2 separate regions of the Sus scrofa genome follow, and region 2 is linked to region 1. Evidence: chromatin contacts called from public Hi-C data. All regions are on one chromosome and are shown on one strand. The core of a region is the stretch at or near the end of the contact, and the rest is flanking DNA. Distances in the headings are between cores, read along the strand shown.

Region 1 (3,925 bases), core at 588-3,087:
CCTTAACCCACTGAGCAAGGCCAGGGATCGAACCCGCAACCTCATGGTTCCTAGTCGGATTTGTTAACCACTGAGCCACGACGGGAACTCATGATTTTTGTTTTTCTTTTTATGGCCACACCTGTGGCATACGGAAGTCCCTGGGCTAAGGGTGAATCAGAGCTGCAGCTGCTGGTCTACACCACAGCCACAGCAACACCAGAACTGGAGCCACATTTCAGAGAGGCCAGGGATCGAACCCACATCATCCTCATCAACACCATGTCGGGTTCTAAACCCTCTAAGCCACATCGGGAACTCCCTACAAACTCCATGAAAACATGGATTGTATCTTGACCAGGTAAAGAAAGTAACACAGGAGGAGAGAGTCTAGACTTGAGAGAGAGAAAATTCCAAATTTGAGTCCCAGCTGGGTATCCTCAGACAAGTCACTCAACCTTTCTGAGCAGCAGCTTCTCCCATGGCAACACAGACACAGACACATGCCTTAGGGGTTGCAGCAACCTTGCCATGGGATATGCATGTAAAACACCCAAGAGAAATGGGGTTATCAGTATGACTAGCCCTTCATCTCCCTGTGGCCATAACACAAATTCCTGCAGGACTGGTGGACTTCCTGTTTGTTTTGGCCCACCCTGCTGCACTCAGAGAAGCCCAAGCCTGCTCTGCCCACAGCCATGTCTCCTGCCGAAAGCTAACAGAAGGATGACAGCCATAGCTGGGGCCTAGGAAGGGCTTCTGAGACAAAGCCCTGGAGGGCAGCCCTAAGGCACCACCAGAACCGGGGTGGTACAGTCTGGGAATGGGAGGGAGTTGGGGGGTCAGAGAGCAGGAGCCAAACCCTGAGAATAAGTAACTGCACATCACAGGTCACAGAGTCCCGAGTGTCTCAAGCCAGACCCCAAATCCAGGACTGGTGAGAGGGCCCATTTTATTTACTTATTTATTTATTGCTTTTTAGGGCCGCACCCACGGCATATGGAGGTGCCCAGGCTAGGGTGTTAAATCGGAGCTGTAGCTGCTGGTCTACACCACAGCCACAGCAACATCAGATCTGAGCCGCGTCTGCCACCTGCACCACAGCTCATGGCAATGCCGGATCCATGACCCACTGAGCGAGGCAAGGGATCGAACCTTCGTCCTTGTGATGCCGGTCAGATTTGTTTCCACTGAGCCATGACGGGAACTGAGGACCCATTTTAAAGGTGGGCAAGATGAGCCCCAGAAAGCTGAATAGCCGTTCTTAAAGGAGCTTGGAAAGGCATCCACCCATCGTCCCAGGAGCCCTGACCTACAGAAGGTGCTTAATTGGGCCACCAGCATGTGTTGAACTAAAGCTTCCTTAAGCAGCTGTGCACCCTGCAATTCACCTTCGTCACAGGCATGACAGCTTCACTCATGGATCTGACCCCATCAGCATCTGAGTGTACCACCTTGGACGAACAGGACTTCATGGAATTTTCACAGTCAGCGTAGGGTACCGTTACCCAGTTTAATAGCAGAGGCCCAGACCAAGCACCGAGCTCAACAGGATTAAGGAGTGAAGTCCTGGCAGAGCAGGTCCTTCCACAATGGCCCAACAACTGGATTGGGCACTGGGAGGTGGAAGAGGGTGGAAGAGAGTCTTTAGAGGAAAAGAGGCCCATGGGATCTGGCAGCAGACACCCCCCCCCCACCGCCCCCGGGCTCTCAAATCCTGACTCCCGATCTCTGGCCCCATGCATCAGCACCCCACTCACCACCAGGAATCCCCAGGACAAGCCCTGCCCTAGAAGGGCTGTCCCTTTAAGGCTCTGGTGGGCAGACCCAGCCTTTTCCATGGAGCTGACACAGTGCTGTTTCTCTGTCATCCAAATTCCAGGCCGAAACAGGAAGTGAGTCGCCACCGGAGAATGTGGGACTCCCAGCCTAAGGGACAGGCTCAAGGCCAATGCTGGGTCCCTACAGGGGTCAGGCCTTTGGGAGGGTCAGGCCTTTGCCAGGTGCATGGCTCTTGGGTGAAGGAACACCAGTATCTGCTTGCGTCACTAATAGTATGCAACTGAGAGACGTTCTCAAACTCAATCCAAGTTCATCCAAGTTGACCAGATCACACAGGGATCTTTCAGTCCCCATCCAGGCCCCCAAAATGAAAGCGTCAGGTAATCTACACGCTCATATTCCTGGGCGGTAGTTAACCCAGGCCATCCCCACTCTGCAAGAGGACACTGAGGCTCCAGTTAAGGTAATCTGCCCATGGTCCCAATCCTAGTGAATTTGATCCACCTGGACGTGGAATGCTCAGGCGCCTTCTACACAGGGCGGAAGCAGACAGATGTGGGTTCAGATCCTGGCTGAGGCACCACCTGAAGCTTCTGGTGCCTCTGTCTTATCTGTCAAATGGGGATCCCCTCATCCTATCAACAAGTATTTCCTCCCGGATGTCTGCTCGGTGGCAGGCACAGTGACAGGTAAAGGGCCCACGACACAGTCCAGGAAAGGCAGACGCAGCTCAAAAGTAAACCAGTAAATGAAATGACCACCGGATGAGAACAAGGGCTTGAGAGGATGGTGGGGAAGGGCCGCTGAGCTGAGTGAACACAAACCAGGAAGAATAAAGGGGCGGCCTTCGCCACCAATGGGTCAAAGGGAGGAAATCAAAATCCAGCACCCCTAAGACCTGGAGCAAAAGCTCATAAGGATGGGCCTCTGGGGAAGGGTCCAGTGCGGTGACCACCCCCACACCCCGCCCGGTACGACCTGCTAGGTCATGCCCAGGAAGGGGACGCCCAGGCCGCCACCTTCGGAGAACGCCAGCGCGGGTGACAGCACTGCGGCCTCGGGCCCTGGTCCTCCCTAGCCTGGGACAGAGCCGGCTCGCGGCCCAGAGCCTGGAAACGACCCCCCTGAGCCTTGAGGCCCCCACCCCCGGCGGCGTAAGCCCCTGTGAGGAGGAAACAAGCCCCAGCGGGGACGCGCTGGCCGCCTACCCTGTCGGCGCTCGGGCTTCCTGAGCTGGAGGCGCGCCCGCTGCGCGGGGCCTAGCGAGCGGGTTTAAAGCGGGGTTCACTGCGCAGCTCCGTCTCCCGCACGTCGGGTCCCAGGCGGCGCCGCTGGGCACAGCCCACCCCTTCCCTCCGTGGTGGTCCCTCGCCGACCCCTCCTCCCCAGAGCGCCCCCTCTGGCCTGGGGGCCTCGGCGGCCCTGCGGCCTCGCAGCAGCCGGGATGAGGCGCTTGGTGCTCACTGGAAGCCAGGGCCCCTTCCCGTGCGGCACCGCCTCATCCCGCCCTCACCAACAAGCCCCTCACCAGCGGGAAACCGAGGCCTGGGTGGGTGAGTGGGTGACTGGCCACGAGGTTCCAGGCGCCCCGCACACGCGCCGGGCAGCGGCCACCCAAGTCTCACTCTTCCTCATCCGGAAAGTGCAGCTGGCGGACCTGCCTACGAGGAGCTTTTCGTTGCAATATTCATGACTAACACAAGGTCCACATCTGTAGGGGCGGGTGAGGGAAGAGCTCTAACCTATTTTAACTGAAAACAAAAATGCAGTTGAAAGCGCTTGTGACCTTTTATATAGTTTCTCGAGAACACATATATTCAAGTACATGCGTAGCAATTCTTTTTCATGTGCACCCAGTCACTCTGGATGAGGTAGGGAGGCTTAGGGTCTGCAGGGATGGGAGGAGGTGCACTCCACCCTCATTTTCTGGAATGCTCTTCCAAACTGAGTTAATGCAATGGCTGGCATTGCTCGGGGACCAGAGTCCTTTGTTTTCTGCTGTTTTCATCAGCCTTGGCCCTGCTTCCCTCATGGTCGCAGGCCACACAACTCCAGGCTCAACTACACACAGGATGACATCCAGGAGACATTTCACCTTGAACTTTTTCGTACTATTTTTCTAAGTGCACGTATTATGGATGTACAATGTACACTGAGGTGGAGT
Region 2 (3,590 bases), core at 368-2,867, 170 kb after region 1:
TGTGACAAGGTATTCAGAATTTATGATTACGGTTTTTAAAATAGCGACCTGTAATTTAAGATTCTTGCATTTGGAGGCCAGTTTTTATCATGTATACCCATGCATTTTAACCAGGGCCATTTGGTAACCTTGAGCCTGTTTGCAAGGCCGTGGACAAACCCCTGGATCAGAGTCCCGCTGACTCTGAGGCAGTAATACCTCCTAACGCTGGTCACGTGTTCACGTCGTATACAGAGGGACATGGCACTGGCTGGGGAGGCTTTTCTGCTGTCCGGTGGCATCTCCTTAGGTTCCTGTTACTGCAGAGGGTGAGGGTTACAGACTGAGAACACCTACCTCTCTCCTAACCAACCACCAGTATAAAGACTTAGAATAGCTGTAGAAGTTGAGAGGTCTCAACTTGCCAGTACGCATGCCCGTGTCCCTGTCTTGTGCTACCTACACACGTGATGTCACGTGTATGTGGCAGAAGCGCACTGGGACTCTGCTAGAAGCATGTGTGAGTCCTGCTCTTGGTCCCTGACAGCCGTGCTGCAGTCAGCAGGCCGTTGAGGTGAGTTTGCACTGGTTCATGTACTGGAGTGGACAGAACAGGTGACCGAGTGATTAGAGCTGCTGGCCTGGCGACGAAGTTATTCCCGTGTCAGGATGGTGGGAAGGAGGTGGCAGCAGAGCAGCCCAAGGCCGGCCCCCAATCACGTTGCAGAAGCAAGGAGGTGTCCTGTGCAGTTTTCCCTCAACCTCAAACTGATCTTGTAGGTGGGATTCAAAGAAGCACACGGGCTATGTCGGTTTAAAGAATCAGGGAGCGACTTGTTACATGAACAGCCTGCTGCAGACTTTATTTTTCACAAACCAACTACGAAAGGTAAATGGATGGTATTTCTCTCCCTCAACCTTCCACCCACCCCTCTCTCTTCGAGTACTAAGGGGCAGGCAAAGCCCCCTCCTCGCCGGACTCTCCTCCCGGTACACAGGGCTGTCTCCACGGAGGGCTCTGCTTTATGCTTTGTGTAGTTTTGTTCCTCGGTGTGTGGACACTTAGTGAAGCTTTATTCGGTTGAAAGTAATCAATAGAGCTTTTTTAAAATACAGAAGTCATTAGCAGCAATATTTGAAAAGTTTCTTATCAAATTGATTTGTTGAAAAAAACTACTAGCTGGGAAGTGTGGTTTTTCAGTTACTATAGATGTGTTCTTTAATCAGACTAGAACTTGAATCTCGAGGAGGGTTGTCTGTACGGCAGGGCTGTCATCGGGCAGTGCAACCATGCAGCCAGCACACGCTCCTGGTGCATGCGGCGGGGGAACCACAGCACTGGCTTTTCCTCTGCGCTGTTCCAGGGAGCGGTGACCGCCCCGATAACATTATATCACAGGGATAGCAGAGCGTGGGTCACATCAGTAGCACTTAAGTTGCATCACCTCCTGTTCACGAGTCACATTCACTTAGAAAATACTGCTCTAGGAAGTATGAGATAGAAGTGGTTCTCATTGGATGCTGAGCTCTAAGTTATTTATTTTGACTTTCCTGTAACTACCAGATTGTCTCTAAAGACTCCTGATTGTTTAAACAACCTTCTGACCCTTTTGGGGGATAGTTAAAAGCCTTACCCAGCAACCTTAGTCATTGTGGTGTTGGAAATGATACTTTCACATAAAATTCCATTTTTATGTCTGAATCAATTCTTCTAGGCTGTGTACATGATGCCAACAGAGGGCGACGATTCTTCCAAAAGCGTCCCTTTAGCATTACAAAGAGTCTTCTATGAATTACAGCACAGCGATAAGCCCGTAGGAACAAAGAAGCTGACCAAGTCTTTTGGGTACGTGTTGGGAGACCTTTGCCTTCTACTGCCTGAAGGACGAGTTCATGGACGGGGAGAGCTGAGAGCAGAGCACGGGCACTTAATTATCAGTGTACTCTTGGACCTCCTTGGCAATGGAAGCTTTTGGAATTTTGCTTGAGAAAGAATTCACCACTTAAGTTTTCCTGTCGAGAACAGGATGCATACCGTTGCCAAACTTCTGTACATTTGTGTGCAAACTTGACCTCCTCCTCTCGCAGTGAGATGTTCGGGAAAGATGGGAGTTCCTGTTGTGGTTCAGCAGGTTACAAACCCAGCTAGTATCCACGAGGATTCGGGTTTGATCCCTGACCTCCCAGTGGGTTAAGGTTCCGGCCTGGCTATGAGCTGTGGTGTAGGCCAGCAGCTGTAGCTCTGATTCATCCCCTAGCCTGGGAACTTTCGTATGTTGCAGGTGTGGCCCTAAAAAGCAAAAAATTTGTGAAGGGTCCTGATAAAATTTGATTTGTGTTTGAATTCTACCCCCCCCCAAATACTCTTCTCAAAAAATGACTTCAAGGAGGAGATGCTGCTGTGCTCAGCGGTATCAGTTCAGCTACAGCGTAGGTCACAGCTGCAGTTCATACTCATCCCCGGCCTGGGAGTCCACATGCTACCGGTGTGGCCCCCAAAATAAATAAATAAATGTTTTTCCATAATGACTGATTATATGGTTTTGTTTTTTATTCCCAGTTTGTTAATTTACTCTTCATGGAAGTTTAAAGATGAATTTGTTTTGTCTTTCCAAGGTGGGAAACTTTAGATAGCTTCATGCAACATGACGTTCAGGAGCTGTGTCGAGTGGTGAGTTTTCTGCTGTAATTGTGCACTGCGTACATTTCATATCTTGAAGCACGGTCAGAAGTTGTTACCAAGTCAAACCTCAGGCCTACTTCACATCACTATAATTCAAATTGTGCCCATCTTTCTTCAGGACTGGAAGTAGGCTAGAAAGAAAAGGCAGCGTGTATCTAGTTTAAAAGCCAGAAAGGCTGTTACTTGACAGGGGAGTATGACGGGAGTAGTCATAGGTAGTATGCTTTGGATTTGTGAAGTTGGTATAATCTACCAGTTACTCACCAAAGAAACAACAGGCTGATTGGCTTAAGTAGCTGTCCTGGTTCTCCTGCTTCACTTTGGAACGGTGACTTCTCGTCTTACTCTGTAGCATCCAGACCCCCTCCTTTGCCCAGAAGTTCTGACTGAGGCAGACCTCTGTGTGGGTGGTCCATCCCCCAAACCACTGGCCAATTCCCATCCTTCCAGTTGTGATGAAAACACACACACACACACACAACATGAAATGGCTATTCAAGGTGATTGGCTGGGCAAGGTGTGTTTTCTTTTTTGCAGCACTAGCTGGATTGAATCCAGTTCATTAAATATCCATGGACAAACCAGTCAATCCTGTTGACAGGCTCAACCTCATTAATCTCTTGGTGTGGACCAATACGAGTTAAGTTTAGTGCTCAATTTACATGCTTTTCCACAGAGGTAAAATGAATATAAAAAATGCTTCTAAAGGCACTACAGATTACTAATTCATTCCAAAGGCTGTTATAGAGGGTTAATTTCAACTGTTGCATGTAGATATTTTTGTAAATATCCAACCAAGGAAGAAGATTTTGTATGTTTTTGATAATTGCATGCTAAAGGTCTTAATATTTATAGCCTAGAATTTCTTTTGACCATTGAAATTTCCCAGTTGCATTTCAAATTACTGTATGTTAAGTGTAATATTTTC

The links. A called contact is a pair of places that touch in the nucleus more often than the background predicts.
Region 2: a Hi-C map of embryonic fibroblasts shows a contact between it and region 1, with 1.9 times the contacts expected there. A contact is called at or near these places in 1 of 47 Hi-C or Micro-C datasets (embryonic fibroblasts) and 1 of 2 datasets of targeted methods (alveolar macrophages).

What each region holds. Positions count from the first base shown.
Region 1 is chr3:33,618,209-33,622,133 of Sscrofa11.1, forward strand. No RefSeq gene overlaps it. Among named protein-coding and RNA genes, the nearest start is that of C3H16orf72, 35 kb to the right of the region's middle.
Region 2 is chr3:33,790,119-33,793,708 of Sscrofa11.1, forward strand. USP7 (ubiquitin specific peptidase 7) reads left to right here. Exons shown (of 31, transcript NM_001135680.1): 6 at 760-868; 7 at 1,695-1,825; 8 at 2,596-2,650. Among named protein-coding and RNA genes, the nearest start is that of USP7, 38 kb to the left of the region's middle.